Linked DNA regions of Mus musculus: region 1 is linked to region 2. The links are chromatin contacts, called in public HiChIP or PLAC-seq maps. All regions are on one chromosome and are shown on one strand. Each heading gives the region's core, a stretch centred on a gene start, on an enhancer-like site or on the middle of the called end of the contact. The rest is flanking DNA. Distances are from core to core; before and after follow the strand shown.

Region 1 (4,769 bases), core at 547-3,046, 85 kb after region 2:
GCATGCACATGCATGTGCACACAACCACACAAAAACATACATTGGAACCCAGAGCCTAGGACTTATCAAACATGCACTCGAGCATTGACATCTACATTCTCAGCTCCTATAGATGACACATCAACACTAAAAAGCCCAGAACTGGAAGCCTTCCCTTCTATCTAGGGAGTCTTCACGATAATTCAGTAGTTTGACTAATAACCAGTAAGCTAAGAGGGCTTTGGCCCCATCCTTGGGAGCTGCAGTGAGGTGAGAGGGAGTCCTCTGGACAAGCCCCACCCTAGGCTGTGAAAGGGAAACTGATCCTAGGGTTAAGGTGACTTTAGAATCAATGGGTGATTGTTCCAAATTCCAGGTAGGTGTCTCTCACTCCTGCCAGCCATCCAGGCCCCTATCTAGTCTCTATTTACCCCACATGGCCACATACTATGAAGACCTTTGGGAGGGTTGCTGTGTATCCAAGAAGGACACAGCCCCTCCTGTCAGGGTTTTCAGAGAAACAGAGACTGTCAGGTTAAAAGACCTTCCTCTGAATTGCTGTGAGGTTTTCCACATTCTATAGTTCTTGGAAAACAAACTAGCATACCTAAGGCCAGTGGGCTATAGGAACAGAGACCACCCTTTCTGTGCTCCAGGGAGGGCTTCTCACATGCACGCTGCAGCACTTCCGTACAAGGCCCTCAACGGCTTCCTCCTGACCTACCTCCCTCTTTCCTTCCTATGCCTGTCTTAATTCCTCTGCGTCCTCAGGAATGAATAAAATTGCTAACATTCAGTGCCTGGATGTACAGAAAGCAATTTGGGGGAGGGGGAGAGCTTCCTGTAGGAATGGGGACTAGCCTGCCTGCCCATGTTAGAGAAAATGGAGCTGTTGAGATAAGAAAACCTTGGTAAATCCTCCAACTGGAACAGGTCATCAGCAGGTCATGAGGGCCCAAGATCTGTAGAGACCACAGGAAAACAAAGTCTTGTCGCCTAGATTTTTGTTTTTGTTTGTGTGGCTGTCCTATTCCTTTGCCCCAGGCCAGCAGGAGGCAGAAAGCCCATAAAAGAGAGTGCACCAGGAAGTGGCTCTTTAGAATCTATGCTGAGGCCGAGAGCTTTTAAGTAATATCACTTGGCTCAGACGTTAGAGCACATACGTGCTCTCAGTAAGGGAGGGTGTTTATGTTTGAGCACGCATGACTATGTATGCCTGTGTATATGTGTTTTGTGAATGTGAACAGGAGGAGCCCAGTGGCTAACGCACAGAACAAGAGGACTGGGGGTGCCCCCAGAAAAGGGAGCATGCCTTTCTTTTCCCTTGGGGACAGAGGAACACCCACCCCCACCCCCCATCACGGCTCCTCCTTCCTCCAGGCCAGGAGCTAGTTGGGGCGACTGCTACCCTTGATGACAGGAGTATAAACCTAAGGATGTGCCATGAAATAAGTGAAGTGGGGATAAAGCAGCTCTCCATTAAACCCCTTCCCGGAAACCTTTCCCTCTGTCTGAGGAGTCCCCACTATCTAGCTCAGCGGTCAAGCGAACCAACTAACGGGGAAGCTGGGAGGGCTGCAAGCCCCGGCCTCGGAAGCCACAGAAAAGGGAGGGAGCGGCCACTATCAAAGCACCGCCTCGTGTTCGGAAACTGCTCCTAGGGTTGGGGTGACTTGGACGCAACGGGTGCTTGCTTGCCTTCCAAATTCCAGGAGGGCAGCCCCTCCCTCCTGCTGGAGGTCCCTAGCTAGTGGGACCCTTCTCCACCAGGGCGGCGCGCTCTGAAGACCTGTGCACCCGGGAGGACGCTGGCCCCCGGCTAGGGCTTCCGCGGAGCCGAGGCCAGCCCAGGGCGGGCAGGGCGGTCCCAGGCGCGCACCTGGCGTTTCTGGTTTCCTCCTGTGACGATGGCTCCCAGCCAACTCGAACTCAGAAGGGACGGAAGGAGAGTACGCCGTCGAGCTCCCCACCCACTGTCCGCTGCCAACCAGGAGCTGGGCGGGGCTGGAGAAGCCGGCGCAGGTGCCCGCCGCTGAATTGGGGACACGAGCCCCCTATCCAACCCGGCCCTGCGCCCAGCTCTTAACTGATGCGCACAGGGCGGCGGCGGGGTCCCGGCCTGGGACTGTGCGTTTCTAGTCGGTCTCCTGGCCCAAGCAGGCTCTTCCCGCGCCAGGCAGCGGGAAAGGAAGGGGTCACCGGCCAGGAGACCGCAGGAGACCGCGCCTTTGTTTGCTTGACATCCCCACCTGTGCCCAATTAACGCGGACAAATGAGGGCGAACTGGATTGTGTGAGCGCAACCAAAAATAAGAATTGGCCCCAGGGAGTGGCTAGATCCTTCAGCCACACGGGCGCCTGGCCCAGCAGCTGCCCCTCTGCCTCACACCTTGGAGAATTTTAAGATTCAGTACTCCAGACCCTACTCTTCAGGCAGTTTTCTGTGTGTACCATCCGTTCCTGCCCCCTTCCAGGCCTAGGGCCTCTTCATCCCCCATGATGGATGTTTCCTTCCATTTTCCCCGTCCAAAGAGTGACAGGATGGACTAATTCATAGGGAACTTGGGGCGTAGAGAATAGAGAGATGAGGGAGATGCACACTACCCCGCCCCCCAGCTCTAGACGTTTAAAACCCTTTTCTCCCTCAACCAGAATATCCCTGACCCCCCCCCCCCCCAATTCTCTCTGACCTTGCACATCAGCTTTCTCCTAAAACCCATCAGTCCTAGTTTATCCTCCTGGTGTGAACTTTGAGGCTCTTCCCCAGGACAAGGTCATTGGACACCCACCTGCCCTACAAGAGCCTACATGATACTTATCTTCCACGTATTCTGAGTCCCCCCCCCCTTAGAGGGTTATTTATTTTATGTATATGAGTACACTGTAGCTGCCTTCAGACACACCGGAGGAGAGCATCAGATGCCACTACACATGATTGTGACATGTGGTTGCTGGGAATTGAACTCAGGACCTCTGGAAGAGCAGTCAGTGCTCTTAACCGCTGAGCCATCTCTCCAGTCCCTTGCCCACCTCTTAAAATCTGCTGTCTCACACCACAGGCATAGGCTTGAGCTACCCCTCTCACCCACTTGTCTAACAGGATGCTAAGAGACTGGCTCCCTTTTGTCTTTTTTTTTTTTTTTTTTTTAATAAATTCTTTTTTTTTTTTTTTTAAAGATTTATTTATTTATTTATTATATGTAAGTACATTGTAGCTGTCCTCAGACACACCAGAAGAGGGCGTCAGATCTCGTTACGGATGGTTGTGAGCCACCATGTGGTTGCTGGGATTTGAACTTCGGACCTTCGGAAGAGCAGTCGGGTGCTCTTACCCACTGAGCCATCTCACCAGCCCTCCCTTTTGTCTTAATAGTTCTCAGGAAGGGTAGGAATTGCTGTTCTCCAGCCTGTACGGGGCATTCATTATCAGGCAGTCAGAGTCCACATACACAGCCCAGGACCTACTCTCTGATGTGGGCTCAGACCCCTGCATGGAGGAAAACATTTCTAATTTTGAAATTAAAAACTAAGATCTGGGGATATGATAGAGTACTTGCCTAGCACTGGGTTCAATCCCTAGCAATTTTAACATAAAACAAAAAAAGAATAACAAAAAGATAGGATTTAAAAATGTAAAACTCAAATTTCTAGAAGTCAGGCCTTTGAGCAGTAGAATCCTTGTACAAGGTCCACATGATGACAGCTACCATCAGATAAGGTGTAGGTAGGAACGAAAAAACACCGATAATCTCACATTTCGAGGTTAGAAAGTTCTAGAAGGTCCTACAATGTGAAGTCTATGGTCATTGGGCACTTTTGGGACCATCCCCATTCCTACTCCCTGGGGAGGTAGCAAAACCTCCCTCCTGGTCCTGTCCAGGAGATAGATGTGTATGTATGTATGTATGTATGTATGTATGTATTTATGTATGTATTTATGTATGTATTTATGTATGTATGTATGTAATCCAGGTTCAAAGCATTTGGCATCCAGAATGCCAGCAGCTTCTGTCCTAGTCAGCAGAGTGGTTGAGAGGAGAAAAGGGGACAGTGACCTTAGGATGCCACTAGAGGCTCTTGGGGCGTTAGGGGTGGGAAGACACCTATTTTAAGAGGTAGGACTATGACTTGATGATATCTAGTGTACAGTCTGAAGCCTTTGAAGGCAAAACACAGGTCAGCTTGGGGAGTGAAGTCATTGATTTAAAAGAAACTCCAAGAAGCCAGTCAGTTCCTCTTGGGCCTTGTGGGAACCTGTTAAAGAAGCCATGTCCCTCGAGTGGCTTCAAATGTTGCCTTGATGAAGCAGCTGGAGATGAGGCAAAGCTACACCTGGGACCCAGGGTGGTGACATGGAAAAGGAGAGGGACACAGAACTGAGGGCATGGTACTATACAAACTTGTTCAGGCCTTTGTGAAGTAAGGACTCCAGTCAGTCAAGATCATTGAGCAAGAATATGTGCTTAGACAGATCCTGGAGACCCATGGATAGAGAGAGGGGTGGCACTATTTGTTGGAGATGAGAGCTTGCATGTGAGAGAATCCCTAGTGACAAGAACAGGAAGATCTTGCAGCTGCTAAGATAGCCTAAGGCTTTGCAAAGATGAGAAGGTGAAGAGTTCAAGATAGCAGTGACCAGACAGGAATAACGAGGGTGTGACTTGAGGCCTCAGGGCTTCAGGGACTCCTTCAGAGAGCAGGCCTCTGCCACACTGATCAGCTAGGAGTTCTCCAGTAAAGGTTCCACCTACAGTCATCACCAGCCATGGAGTGGTAAAGTAGATTTCCACT
Region 2 (4,806 bases), core at 1,695-4,194:
CAGAGATTGCAACATCATCCAAAGCTGGAGGTCATGGCCAGCTCAGGTTGTCCATTTATCCTGGAGCCACCTTATTATATTTTTCTAAGTATACTCTTAATTTTTTTAAACATTAAAAGGGGATATGTACTACTGTTAAAGTTTGTGTGGTTGGGGTGCTATGCTAGGTAGCAAATATTATTTCCTTAAGAGAGACTCTAGGAAGCCTCAACACAGGTTTGGATCTCTGAAACTTTGCTGAGACACCAGGAATCTGAAGGTCTTTGTGGAAGCTTGTATGGAACATAGTTTAAAAACCATGTTGTGTAACTCAAAGGCCTTCTTGTGTGATTTGAAATAATGCTCGAGTTTGCCACTAGGCAGCTTTGACAAGAGCTACACCTCAGAAGCAAATCCACTGGCAGCCCACCCTGCAGTCCAGAATAGGCCTTGATATGCTAATGAACTAACCTTAAGGTGGCACTGATATGGCCGTGAACCCAAGGAAATGAGAACCCTGGGGATGGCCTGTCAATCGATCATACTGTCAATGTTCCTGTGACAAGGCTTCCATACCCTCCCATGTTGATACCTAAGGGACTTGAGACTCTCTTGGTGGCCCTGGCCTCAGTCACCCCGGAACTTCAGGTGCTGTTACTCCGCCCACTTAAGCCCGCCATTGACTGGCCACATGCTTACACTCTCAAGGACCTCCTTGGAGTCGGCCACAATTGATAACTGAAGGCCTTGACGGTGGGTGGTGGCTGAGAAGTATTCTGAAATGTATTCCCAGAGATCACACGGTGGAACCTGCTTGGTGAGACAGCTGCTTAACTTTTATATTAGCCCGATACTGTAAAGACTGTTGGTGTGAATAAACCACTTTGAAAGACAAACTTTGTGTGGACATTCTGATCCCAAGTGCCTTACAGTCCATACGCTCACACACCCTGAAAAGCTTTAAAAGTCATGTCTGTTCAGAAACAAACACACACACAAAAAGACTGATTTATGTGTAAACCTGAAAGAGAAATGGATAGTTTAAATATTCTTCTATGCTTTAAACACACCCAGAAGTGGGGTTGGCCACTTAGGCTGTTGACAGATTAATCCACAGATACAAAATCTGACACAAGTATTTTCCTTTAGTTAAAAATAAATTAAGACGTGCACTCCCAACTTAAAAAAATTTAAGGGTTTCTCTGCATAGTCCTGGCTATCCTGGACTCACTCTGTAGACCAGGCTGGCCTTGAACCCAGAGATTTGCCTGCCTCTGTAAATTCTTATCTATGCAAGCATACAATATTTATAAATAGGTCTAAGCAAACTGCATTATATTTATCAACCTCTATCCACTGAGACAAAAATTCTAACCTAGTTGACTTGAAAATCAAGTCAAACCTCATACTTGTCCATGACAAAAGATAAAAAACGGGAGACACAACAGAATGGAACTCTGTCTGAACAATACAAAGACAACTTTGACAAGTAACATTTTGAGATGAATTCAACACAGTCTGCAGGTGAGGCTGTGCAGAACAATCAAGATGGGCAGTGAGCTGCAGAGTTTGCAGAATGAGGGCACTCTAAACTCATCAAGTGAGGAGGCCCTTCCCTCACACTCCAGATGGCTGATAGGTGGCATTACATGGTCAGTGTGTGTGCATGTGTGTGTGTGTGTGCGCGCGCGTGCGCGCGCACGCGCTCAGATGCAATCTCCACATTCATAACCAGATGTCCTTGGGTAGGCCTTACACCAGACCACTAATGGCACCCTCAGTGGACTAGACATTGTTAGCTGTCTCTGGCCATCAGTCCCAAGGTCTCAACAGCAATTGGATAAACCAAGCTCAGCCCAGATCATTTATCAGATTGTTCAGGATGCTTGGCCTGTGTCAGGAGAGACCCCGGCACCTGCAGTGACATCAGGGAACGCCCTCCTTGCGCTGGCAGCACTGGGAGGGTGGAGCTGACCAGTCATAGACATAGGAAAGGCGCAACTGCACCTCATGCTTGCACAACCGGCCCTCATGCAGCAACATCTGTTGCTTCTCCAACATGTCCTCTGGGCTTTGCTTGTGTGTCACCAGATACTGATTGTTGCAGCCTCGAGATTTGTACTCCGTGTCGAAGCGTGGGTCGTGCTCCCGTTGCACATCCACTGGTGCCAGCCAGGTGCCCAGCGATACGTCTTCACTGTGCCACGCGCGCAGGTACTCGCGGCTGAGGCGCAGGTAATGCACCAGGTCCGCAGAAAGGACATAGCCACCGCCCAACGCGTAGGGCAGGTAGTAGTCGCAGAGTTGCCAGGCTGCTTCTCGCCAGCGACCTCCCGGCTTGACGCGCCCGCGCCCGGAAAAGAAGCCCCAGTAGAGGCGCCGGCGGCGTGCGGGCTCCCGTGCGCGTAGGTCCACCAGGATAGCGTCCAGGCGCGCAAAGGAGTCGTCGTCCGCCTTGAGCACGAACTCGAAGTCCACGCGCTCATCCAGCCAGGTCAGCATGGCCAGGACCTTGGCCGTGAGGTTCTCGTAGGCGTCGCGCAGGGCGGGCAGCAGCAGCAGGTCCCCGTGCTGCGCCTGCTCGAGCTCAAGAGCGCGCCGCTCCTCCGAGCCTAAGCCGCCAGTGCCCACGGCGAAGCGCGCCCACACGTCCTCGGGTCCGCCACGCCTCTCCGGTGCCAGCCACGTGCTGCGCACTGCGGTGCGGCGCTCGACCGCGCGGGGCGCACTGGCCACCAGCACCGCCAGGAAGGCCTTAGCGCGGGGCCGAGCGGCTCCGGAAGCGGAGGGCGTCTCGCCCTCGGAAGCGCAGCGCGCCAGGTACAACAGAGTGGTGCCGCAGAACGCCAGGCCGCCTAGGCCCAGCGCCACCCGGTGCCGCCAAGCGCGCCGGAATACCTTCATGCTGCGGGCGAGAGGCCGCCGAGGAGCGCAGGCGCGGACGCTGGAAGGCGCCTGCGCGACTCGGACGCTGGAAGGCGCCTGCGCGACTCGGAGGCTGGAAGGCGCCTGCGCGACTCGGAGGCTGGAAGGCGCCTGCGCGACTCGGAGACTGGAAGGCGCCTGCGCGACTCGACTCGGAGACTGGAAGGCGCCTGCGCGACTCGACTCGGAGACTGGAAGGCGCCTGCGCGACTCGGAGACTGGAAGGCTCGGAGGCTGGAAGGCGCCTGCGCGACTCGGACGCTGGAAGGCGCCTGCGCGACTCGGACGCTGGAAGGCGCCTGCGCGACTCGACTCGGACGCTGGAAGGCGCCTGCGCGACTCGGAGACTGGCGCGGCCGGTTAGGCCTGGTAACGTGGGAGGAGCCCCGAGGCGCACCGTGGCTGGGGGTTTCGACTCCCCGGAGCTGATATCCAGGGCGGCTTTGAAGGATAGGGCTGGGCCCAGAATGATTGACACGTGACCCCGCGCGCCATTCCTATTGGTTGCTTCGCAGAGGCTGCTTCCGCCCATAAGAAAGATGGCGGCTTCGAGATTCGTACCGGAGGCCGGGTGTTTTTTTCCCCACCGTTCCCGGTTGTCTTATTCGCCCCTTCCCGGAAGAAAGATGGCGGCGGCCTGAGCCGAGTTCTGCGTAAGACTTGGCGGGCGCCCAGACCCGGCGCATCAGAAGCCGGGGTGAGTGAGGGGTCCCTGCAGTCGCCGTGCGAGGGGCGGGCTTGGGAGGCCATTCGGGTAGCGTTCGAATCGCGCCAGGTCTGAGCCGGCTCGACCCCGCGGGCCGCCCTCTTCCTCGGCTGCTGCTTCCGGAACTCACTGCCGCGGGGGATCTGAGGCTCGGGGCTCTGTTACCGGCTGGCGTTGTGACCTCAACTTGTGGTCCAGCAGCATCTCTGCCTCGGTTTCCCCTTTGGTAAAACGTGCGCCATGAGTTCTAGTAGTGTGAGCTGGAAATGGAAGGCCTGGGTAAAACCTTCCTGCCCAGCCCGGGTTGGTGGGCGTTCTTCTCCGGTACTGTTCGGCGTAGTTCTTAAACCGACATTGCTTTTACTTACTGTTGTTGTTGTTGACGTTTTTCGAGACGAGCGAGCTTTCTCCGTGTAGCTCGGGCTGTGCTGGAGCTCACTCTGTAGACCAGAGTGGCTGCACTGGAACTCAGAGATCGCCTGCCTTTGCCTCCTTAGTGCTAGAATTAAAGGCTTTTTCTTTTCTTTTACTTAACTTTTTTTTTTTTCTTCCTGCCAGGCTTTATTTCTTTACATTCCTATTTTTGTGTTGCTGGAGGAGATCGAATCCAGCACCGTAAATGCTGGGCAAAGGCTCTACTACTGGGCTAAATCATCAGTCCACTACCAGCTTTTGGGCTGTTTTACACTGTTGGTTTTTAGACTTTGGTGGTCTTTTTTTTTTTCCCTTTCCTCTTTTGTTGTTGTTAGCGATAGGTTCCAGACAGGGTTTCATGTAGCCTGCCTGAACTTACTATGTAGCTGAGGCTGGCCTTGAACTATTGAGTCTACTGCCTGTAACTCGAAGCAAGCCTAGTCAGTCTGCTTGGCAAGTTCCTGGCCAACCAAGGCTTCATTGTGAGACCCTGTCTCAAAACAAAACAAAAAAGCAAAAGAAACAAAATATATAGTTTGATTTCATCAGAATTATAATGTAAGGATGGCAAAGAAGTACAGATATTCCCCCAGCCACCCTGTGTATTCCTGAAACCTAGGTGGAACTAAGTCCTGAGTAGACTGTTATAGGTACAGCAAATTTTAATTTAGAAATTAGGCCCAGGTAGAGATTAACAAATGATCATAAAACAGTTGTGACTTTGACAAATAGAATGCCATCTGACTTCGATTGATGGCAAATCAAGGGGTATCATTGTCACC

The links. HiChIP or PLAC-seq counts read pairs in DNA pulled down with a chosen protein or histone mark.
Region 1: an H3K4me3 HiChIP or PLAC-seq map of the SCID.adh cell line shows a contact between it and region 2, with 14 read pairs. The contact joins the enhancer-like site here to the promoter of B3galt6 in region 2. A contact is called at or near these places in 2 of 484 Hi-C or Micro-C datasets (embryonic retina and embryonic stem cells), 11 of 115 datasets of contacts at active chromatin or transcription factors (the 230-238 cell line, CD8 T cells, the SCID.adh cell line and 7 more) and 2 of 9 other capture datasets (adipose tissue and pancreatic islet).

The regions. Positions count from the first base shown.
Region 1 is chr4:156,076,000-156,080,768 of GRCm38.p6, forward strand. No RefSeq gene overlaps it. Among named protein-coding and RNA genes, the nearest start is that of Gm52714, 14 kb to the left of the region's middle. Within about 2 kb of position 1,797, at least 212 of the 459 cell types and tissues checked have an H3K27ac peak or open chromatin away from gene starts, as enhancers often do. A contact at or near this core is called in the 230-238 cell line, CD8 T cells, the SCID.adh cell line and 4 more, where this site is marked.
Region 2 is chr4:155,989,734-155,994,539 of GRCm38.p6, forward strand. It overlaps B3galt6 (UDP-Gal:betaGal beta 1,3-galactosyltransferase, polypeptide 6), which reads right to left and starts at 2,945. Exons shown (of 1, transcript NM_080445.4): 1 at 1-2,945. The coding sequence starts at 2,883. The coding sequence ends at 1,906. It overlaps Sdf4 (stromal cell derived factor 4), which reads left to right and starts at 3,110. Exons shown (of 7, transcript NM_011341.5): 1 at 3,110-3,601.